Regions from separate parts of the Mus musculus genome. Here region 1 is linked to region 2. Evidence: chromatin contacts called from public Hi-C data. All regions are on one chromosome and are shown on one strand. The core of a region is the stretch at or near the end of the contact, and the rest is flanking DNA. Distances in the headings are between cores, read along the strand shown. Region 1 overlaps Zmiz1os1 (a long non-coding RNA gene). Region 2 has its middle 7.2 kb from the start of Gm41112.

Evidence for each region. A called contact is a pair of places that touch in the nucleus more often than the background predicts.
Region 1: a Hi-C map of uterus shows a contact between it and region 2, with 2.1 times the contacts expected there. The contact joins two enhancer-like sites. A contact is called at or near these places in 1 of 15 datasets of contacts at CTCF or cohesin (large pre-B cells) and 5 of 484 Hi-C or Micro-C datasets (3T3-L1-derived adipocytes, the NIH/3T3 cell line, embryonic fibroblasts and 2 more).

What each region holds. Positions count from the first base shown.
Region 1 is chr14:25,302,678-25,307,091 of GRCm38.p6, reverse strand. The region is part of intron 2 of Zmiz1os1 (a long non-coding RNA gene); the gene reads left to right. LOC115486423 (a long non-coding RNA gene) reads left to right here. Exons shown (of 2, transcript XR_001781198.1): 2 at 703-3,471. Among named protein-coding and RNA genes, the nearest start is that of Gm41113, 74 kb to the left of the region's middle. Within about 2 kb of position 2,426, at least 107 of the 459 cell types and tissues checked have an H3K27ac peak or open chromatin away from gene starts, as enhancers often do. A contact at or near this core is called in uterus, where this site is marked.
Region 2 is chr14:25,041,181-25,045,744 of GRCm38.p6, reverse strand. No RefSeq gene overlaps it. Among named protein-coding and RNA genes, the nearest start is that of Gm41112, 7.2 kb to the left of the region's middle. Within about 2 kb of position 3,239, at least 27 of the 459 cell types and tissues checked have an H3K27ac peak or open chromatin away from gene starts, as enhancers often do. A contact at or near this core is called in uterus, where this site is marked.

The DNA.
Region 1 (4,414 bases), core at 1,177-3,676, 260 kb before region 2:
AAAGCTGAGAGCAGGTCAGTGACCCCCGAGAGCCAGCCCCATGTAAGGAACTGGACTTCACACCCCAAGACAATGAAATCATTGTTCTGTGGGCCCCAAAGTTCCAGACAGGGTTGCCTTCATTTTAAAGAGGAGACTATAGCCTAATGAAGAGTCCCGACCACAGTGCAGTGTCTGGTGTGCGGCAAAGGCCAGAGAGGCCTGGGTGGGATGGACAGAGCCTTCCTTTCCAGTGGAATTCCCCTCCCATCATGGAGGTGACAGAATCTGAGGACAGGCTTGTCTCACATTCCAGATGTGGCCCCCAGCAACACCTCTGGCTGGGAGGCAAATGTCAGCTTCCCTGTGGGTTCTGGGGAAGAAGGGGGTCTAGTCCTACATTTGTTAGCAGAGTATAGAGTCACATCAGCCCCAGTCGTGCGGTAAGGCAGTGTCTTCTACAGCTGAGACAGAAAGGTTGGTGTTTGGCTTGAGAGCATCGGGACAAAGGCCTCCTTCACGGGTCTGTTAGAATAAGAAGGGGTGCCTTTTCTGAGCTGAAGTTGCTTGAACTCTACTGAAGGGCGTTTAGATTTCCCACGGGGGAAGCCATGATGCTGAGACCTCTGGATATTCACTGCTACTTCCTCCATTCCTCTGCTTCCATCCTTCTAACTCCCTTCCCCCAACCCACTCTCACATTGTTCTCCTGTTCTGGGCCAGGTCAGCACGGCAAGACTGCTATCAAGGAGACATGTGTAGTTCCGGGTCTTGGGGCTCATTATCGACTGCAGCAGTTGCTGTGGCTGCTGGACCATCAGGATCTGTGGATGTGTTTAGACAGATGGAGGAATTACAGATGGGCTCAGGAGCTGTACGCGGGATACTGGAGGTTGGTGCTTTCTCCCTGGAGGCTGAGATTTGCAACTCTAGGCTAGATTTGTAAACTGTCAAATCTCAAGGCATTTGAACTCTGCTCTGAGGGGGCAGTGTGAAGTTATAAGCCGTGATGGTCATGATCACAGCTGCCTGTGCTTTAAGAGGTAGGGGATTGAGCAGGAAGGGAACACAGAGATGGTAAGAGACACTGGAAGGGGATAGGATAATGTTAAAATGGATGATGGTGATGTTTGCTGACCCTGATGGTACCGATGAGGTGATGATAAAGGCAATGGCAGTAGTTGAGGGAGTGTGCTGGTGAAGATGGTGATGGTGGTGGTGTTGACAGCAATGGCAATGACAAAGTGATGATGTTGACCGTGATATTTGTGTGTTTGTGGTGATGGTATCGACGGTGTTGATGATGATTATGGTGATGGTAGTAGTCTTGGTGGTGGTAATGGTGATGGGTCATGGTGGTAATGTTTGTAATATTGGTGGCGATGTTTATGGTCTTGGTGGTGACAATGATGATAGTGGCTTTTTTTTTTTAAGTTGGCAGTGATGCTGATGATTATGGTGATGATAGTGGTGGTTGTGGTGCTGCTGTTGATGGTGGTGACAGCGATGGTGAAGGCTGTGGTTGTGGTAATGTTGGCAGTAGTGAATCCTGACCAGGAGAGAATCTAGAAGGTGCAGAAGAGCTGATGTAATGGTATTTGATGACAGGAGCCATTTGCATTAGGGGAGGTGTGAGGTGATGGCTTTGGATGTTCTTATAGCCTATCGGATATCTAGGTGGTGTCCAGTGGACAGTGAGTACTGGGATCTGGAATTTAGCCAGACAAAGATGAGAGCGGTAGAGAATACACCTGCTTTGGGCATGAGATGCCCGAGAGAGGGCACAGAGGGACAGAACCAGAGCCAGGGTCTCTGTGGCTTCCTGATGTTCAGAAGGGTTTCCGAGTCTCCAGGCTTCCTAGGCTCTGCCCAGGGGCTGGAATCCAGGCTTCTCTGCTTGCCTCTCACCAGTGTCACACTCAGTGTTTTTATTCCTCGCCAGGTTCTCAGGAGGATGACATTTGAAAAGGGAGCTCTGTGCTAAAAAAAAAAAAAATCTCTTTCTAACCCAGGTGAAGGAATTGCCATCCTGTGGGGTTAAGAGAAGGGCCTGGGTGACCCCTTGTGACAGCTGGTCCAGGCTGGAATCAATCTGGAGCTCTGCAAAGGGATCGTGGTGTGTGGAGCAGCCTGCGAATAGGGATCTCTTTATAAGGAGGCTCCCTTCTCCCTTAACAAGCCCAGCGAGTCTGCAGTGGGTCTGGTGGAGGGGGTTGCAGCAGAGACGGTGGCAGGGCTTGAGGAGGTGCCTGATTACAAGTCCTCTAAAACCTGGGCTATGGCTCCAGCCAGATGTCGTCCCAGTGAGCACGTGGCCCTGCTGTGGCCCCAGTTTGGCTGCCGATGACTGCCTGGCCTTTCCTGCCCTCTCCTGCCACAGGCCCTCACACCAGGCCGGAATGTCCTCAGGAAGCGGCATCTCGCTCTGCAGAGGGAGCTTTGCTTCTGGACTCCTGGCTGCAGCTCCAGCCAGGATGTTTTGCAATGAGCCTGGGGAAGCGTCCATTCCGGGAAGATCAGGGAGTGGACGGTGCTTGCCAGCAGGGGTCTGGGTGAGAGGGCAGCCACTGCCTGCTGGGCTGGGGTGGGACAGCCCATTCCTCAGGCCCTGTGGGACCTTGGCCTCTAAGCTGTTTATCTGTCTGTCTGCCTGTCCATCTGGATTAGAGGGGCTGGCTTGCTCACTTCAGTTCCCCAAAGGGCTCCCAACTGCAGGGCAGCTTGAGCCTTCTTTCGCTTTATTTCATCTTGGAATGTTTTTGAATATGACTCAAAAGCGATTACAAATTGAAAAGGTACGCCTGCTTCCAGCCACACTGCCCCTGCCCAGGATCCTGGGCCCCAGGAGTAAACTCCCTCAAGTCCCTTTTGTAGTTTGTTGTCTAGTGTTCTGTTTGCAAACAGAAGTGGCTGCTCCTACCCCAGAGGAATCATGCTATGTGCGATGCTTAGGGCTTTGTTCTCCAAAGGGCCACATGACTGTCTGCACAGGACTCCAGCAGGGGTCATCAAGCGCCATGTGGATCCCTCACATAGGACTGTCTGTATTTGCTTTGGAGGAACATGCTGGAGGTGCAAGGCTCTCTACTTTCTTAAGAGCCAGTCCCTTCTCTGGTCTAACCTGTTCCTCCTACTTTCTCATGTAGCCACATTGACAGGAGAAGACCCCGAGGAAGCATGCCCAAGGGAAAACTGTAAATGACAAAGCCGAGGACTTCAATTCAGGTGGACTGGGATTCGACTCTTTCCTCTTTGTCTGTTGTACTGTTGGGAACTTTAGACCTATGGAGTCTTCTATTTTTAGGAGCCAGACCTTCGAAAATTGGAGAGGGCCAGCCAGTATGTCAAGATCTCACGGCTGCCCTTCCCTCTTGTCCTGACACCTGAGCTCTCCTGTGTGTGAAGGATTTCCGCATGCCCAGAAGACAGCTTCAAGCTTCCAGAGCCAGGCACACTTATAGAAGAAAGGAATAAAACCATTTTACAGATGTGTATGCCGAGGCAGCTGAAAGCAATTGCTGACTTGGGTCATGGTTTAAGTCAGGGTGGGTTCTGGGCCCCTGGCCCTCACATGTCCCTACCCAGCATCCTCTTTACCTGCTCTTCCCCCATAGTGTCACTTTGTGCTTTGTCCCTGAAGGCTTTTACCTGTCTTCTCCACTTTTCTCAGCCTTGTTTACCTGACGGTTCCTTTCCTTGGTCTTCACTGGCTAAGGTCAGCCTCTGGTGTGTATGTATGTGTGTGTGTGTGTGCACATGTGTGTGTGCATGTGTGTATGTATGTAAGTGGGTGTGTATGTGTGAGTGTGTGTGTACATGTGTGAGTGTGTTATATGTGCGAGTGTATGTGTATGTGTGGGTATGTATATGTGAGTGTGTGTATGCATTCTGTGAGTGTATATGTAAGTGTGAGTATGTGTAAATGATTATGTGTGTATATATGGGTGGGTATGTATATGTGTGAGTATGTATACGTATGTGACTTTATATGTGTGTGTATGTGTGAATGAGTGTGTGTATGTGTGTGTGTTAACTGAAGCATGATCTTGGTGGTATATTATCCATGTTCCTTCAGAGTTATGTGTCTAGAATTCCACATGCCCTGTTAGGCTATCAATTCTTTTGAGGAAAAAAGTTGATAAATGGCCTTCGGTGACCCTCAAACTCTTGTGTTCCAAGGGACGATGAAACGCACAATCTAACCTGTTCTTCTGAGCCACCTTTGATGAGCAGAAGATCTTGGAACTCTCTCTCTCTCTCTCTCTCTCTCTCTCTCTCTCTCACTCATTCTCTCTCTCTCTCTCTCTCTCTCTCTCATTTTCTCTCTCTCTCTAGGCTTAATTTGCCCTCCTTTAAAGTAAGGCTAAGACTCTTTTTTTTTTTTTTAACTTCCAAAAAGCTCTGAGGGTGAAATAAAGTGTTCACTGGATTTCAT
Region 2 (4,564 bases), core at 1,990-4,489:
AGGGTATGCAACCTCAGAGACCACATCCCATGTGCACTAACAATCCTCGCTGTGACTTTGCATGCCCTCTGGTTCTCCTCATGTTTCCCACCTTCCATTTCTCTCACAGAGCATACCTGGCAGCTGGATCCTCCACCAGTCTCCTCCACCCTCCTGACTAGCTGGTTCTGTGAGCCTCTGGGGCTCCCTGCACTGTCTTCCATACACTTATTCATCGCTCCATCGGTTGGTAGTAGGTGTAGACAGATCTATACTCCTCATTAGGTTGGCTTTTCTTTACGGCTTGGACTGGACTGTATTTGTCCTGGTTAGAGGGCCTGGCATGGTATCTGGCATAGAGAAACCTTCAGCTGTGTGGAACGAGGACATCAGTCAAGTGCTGGGTCCACATCTGTGCCTGGTATGTGTAAGGTAGAATTTTGCCCCGTGTTCAGTGTTTAGATAGCCCTGCCTCTGGCTATCTTGGCTGGCCTGATAAGGGCAGGGAAGATGGCTTCAGTCTTGGGACCCCATGTAACAGCAGAAATTCCGCTCATCTCGTGATATGTCCTTTTGGGGTGAGTCTACTCAACGTGTAAGACATTTTGAGGCAACAGACGCCTGCTCGGCTAGTATGTGATGTGTGTGAGCACAGCTGGTGTTCCTCAGCTGCTTAGCTTCCATTCCTCCTGGTCCCTGTGCTCAGGAATGTGGGGCAGAGCTCCCTCTGGGCTCCAAAAAATGCCTCAGGCTGGATTCTGTGAAATTCTAACCCTTCCTCTGGCCCCTCTCCCTCAGCACCGCCACCTTCATCGTAAAATAATTTATACAAGTGGAAAGAAAAAAAAAAAAACTCCAAGGCAGAAATACCATATGTAGAACAACATTGTGAAGTCTTCTTAATGTCCCCAAAGCTGCATGAGGCCATTTGCAAGATGCATTAGCCAGATAAGTATTAACAGAAGGGCCTATGGCAAAGCTGTTACCCAAACTACCACCTTTTATTAAGCCCCCAGGAAAACTTAAACCAGTCCATTACACTCATGTCTGTGATGGGCCTATTTTTTTCCAGCCAAGGCAAGCTGAAATATTCCTGAAAAGGGACATGGATTAAGTATAGGTACAAGCAGACACCAGGGGTTTCATGTCTAAGCTTGGGTAGAGGGAAGCTTCAAGCTTCATGGTCAGCTGATGGTCAAAGAGCTGATGAGTTTCTCCAGAGTTTCCAGGTCGGGAGAAAGGTAGCTAGGCACATTGGTCTGCCACGCAATGCTCCATGCCCCACCCTGGTTCATGCCCCATGTTACTTCACAGCCCACACTGCAGCACACCCTTCATTGCTTTAAGTTTCACTCGGCGTCATGCTCCACGTGGCTTCATGGTCCACACGGCGTCTTGCCACACAGTGCTGAACGCCCCTCATCACTTTGTGCCATACGGTGCTTCACGCAACTCAGGGCGTCATGTCCCACACTGACTGCTTCATGACTCATGCTGCTTCCCACCCCACACAGCTGCATGTCACACACCATTTCGTGTGAGATGCCGCCTTACAAATCTGCTGTTTCTCTCGTCCATCTCCCTTCAGGAACCAGGGCTCTAAGAGATGCAAGGACCCATTTTCCCCTGCTTCTCATTTACTGTGTGACCTTGGCCAGTTATCTGGGGTCTCTGGGTTTTACACTTGTCATTTCTGCAAAGGAGAGTGTGCCAAATGACCTCTAGATGACCTTTCAGAAGAGGCAACTTCATCATACTGTATGAGGCTCTAGAAGGGACCAACTGTTTGCTTTTTTAACTTATTTATAGGTTGGCAGTCTTCAATCACTTCTGTAACTCTTGTGAGGATCAGACTTTTTGTCTGTAAGATGGAGAAACTATCTCCTGAATCGGAGTGAGTATGAATTAAAACTTCATATGGAATTCACTGAAAACAGCTCTCAGAGCATGGAGGGTGTTCAATACACATTGAAGTCTTGGTTATCACCGCTTAGATTCTATTTTAAGTAGCCTCCTCCAAAATGGACCCCAGTTCTCCTTCCCCCCCTAGTATTCAGCCACTGTACAATGCTCTCCCTTGAGCGTATGCTGGACCCAGCAACTTGTTTCTAACAAACCAAATACAGAACTATATAGGAGTACCATACTAAAGATCATGTTATTAAAAAGTGTATATGGTCCATCTTAGGCACACTCATTGCTCATGATGAAAGAAACCTTCTACAGCGAGGTCTGTGCAGCCACAGAGAAGGACTTTCAGGGCAACAGTTAGAGAGGAACTGAGCCCTTTGTCCAACAAGCTCCTCAATAGGCCCTTGCAAAAACCTCCATGCATGGGAGAGGAGAGGGGAGGACCTGCCTCAGTCAGGCCATCAGATGCACCACAGCCTCGTTCCTGACTTTGTGCATCCAGAGATCCCATGAGACGATGCACACTTGTTGTTCTGATCTCTGTGCTTGGAGTCATTTGTTACGCAGCTCATTTCTTTCCTCATGATGTACAAAGACTAAATGGGTACTTGGTGAGCTAAGAGGTTATTGCACATGTGAGATGGTCTCAGCCTGACCTTCATGGGTGTCCTTGCTAGAAGGATGACAAGGACATTAGTGGTCTCACTTTTTTAAGGTTCTGGCTACTCAGCCCTTCCCAGATAGAGAAAGCAGAGGCAAGTGCCTTTGTCTGCGTTGTCAATTGCTCTGTTCCCAGACCATCCCCTAGTGTCTGCATGAGGGATGTACTCAGATGGAGAAAGTGGTGAAGGCTGACCTGGAGGGACCAGAGGCAACTGGCAAGAACCTGCTATGTAGATCAGAAAGCTGTCCCACTGGAGTTGGGCAGGTGGCATGCTCAGCTCCTGGGCCACTCCAGCTTCCTGGCTCTGGCTCTCACTCCGGCTTCAGGGAATGAAAGAGGCAGGGTCTGTGACTTCTCTGAGTTCCCAGATTCTGGTCAAATTTCAGGAAACTTCAGAAGAATAGGGTCTGAGGTCTGCTTCAAACACAGCAGGAAAGAGAACTTACAGACTGTTGTTGTTTTTTTCTTTTTTAAGTTTGTATTTTGGTTTTATTTTTGTAACACTGAAGAAGCCCTGAAGTTGCACGATCCTCTACTTTAAAAGGAGTTGTGGGAAGGTGGGGGAGCAGGGTGAGGAATCTTACAAAGCTGAAACCTTCTGGTGCTTGTTAAAAACAACAGAACAGCCATCTCCCCTCCCCTCAGGGCTGGCTGGCTTGACCCTCCGCTCTCCAGAATCTCTGGTTTTATTTTATAATCTGACTCGGCTGCAAACTCTGCAGCTATGCAGCTGACTTTTTACAGCCACGGCTGGGGAATGACTTCATCTTGGTGAATTTATGGGTCACGGCAGAGGATGGAGCAGAGGAACCTGGAGGGGGGGGGGAGTTTGCAGCCTATCCTGCCCCACCTTGGGTGATGATTTTCCCAGTCATGGCCTTGCAGAGCCAGCTCTTGCCCTGCTGTGGTGTTACGAGTTGGGGTGTCGCGCCAGAATCCCCTGACGATGTCTGACATGGTTGTGAACTCTCAGTAGAGCACAGGAGCTGGAAAGTGAGCCTTAGGGGTGGCCCAGCACATTCCAAAACCAAGAAAAGAGTCCAGGGCACCTGAGAGGCGTTTCTACTCTCAGGCATGGGGTTGGTTGGGCTTGGGGACATATGTTGCTCCAGAGACAGTGTGTTGGCAATGTTTGCCCCTAGGCTGACAGGGACTGGACTGGCACCAATCTCTCAGCTGCCATCTTTCCCCCTCCTGCCTTCTTAAAACACGGCTCCCGGAGCAAGTGCTGCCCTTCCTGCCTCTAGCTTCTCCCCAGATGTTTCCTGAGTTCTATCGCTCCTTGGCTAGCACAGCAACTCCCAGAAGTCTTGACAACCTGCCACTCAGGGTCATGGAGTCTGCTTTGATGATGGCCTGAAGATAGGTGGTCTAGGTATATATGCTAACCTTGAGAACTACCACGCCTAGAATCTGTTCACCTTCCTGCTACTCTCTGTCTGCCCTCTGCCCCAAATACATGACACAGAGTTAACACTTAGAGACACTTTGAACCAGGAGATATTTCTGAAATTCATGGGATAAACTACCCTCGGCCACAGTACCCCACTCCATGCTCGTGTGCATACATGTGTGTGTGTGTGTGTGTGTGTGTGTGTGTGTGTGTGAGAGAGAGAGAGAGAGAGAGAGAGAGAGAGAGAGAGAGAGAGAGAGAGAGAGGTGTGTGATGTCTGTATATATGTATATTGTAGCCTGAGAGCCTTGACTCTTCCTGAGCTGGACTGTGGACAGTTGAGGCTCAGAATCAAGCCGAAAGCTTCACCATCCCTGAGCCCTGCGATTTGGGGACACCACCGCATGCCCTGAGATATAGCTATTTCCATCTGATGGCACATGAAATAACCTTTCTGTCATCCCACGAGTGGATGACAAAGGCAGGTGGGGTTGACTGGGAAGACTCTGAAGCTGGGGATGACCCCGATTCTTTCCCACAACTCACTGTGAGACAAGTCTTGGGACAAGCAGTAGGGGGCAAGCCACAGTCCTCACCCTCCATGTTCTTGCAGACAA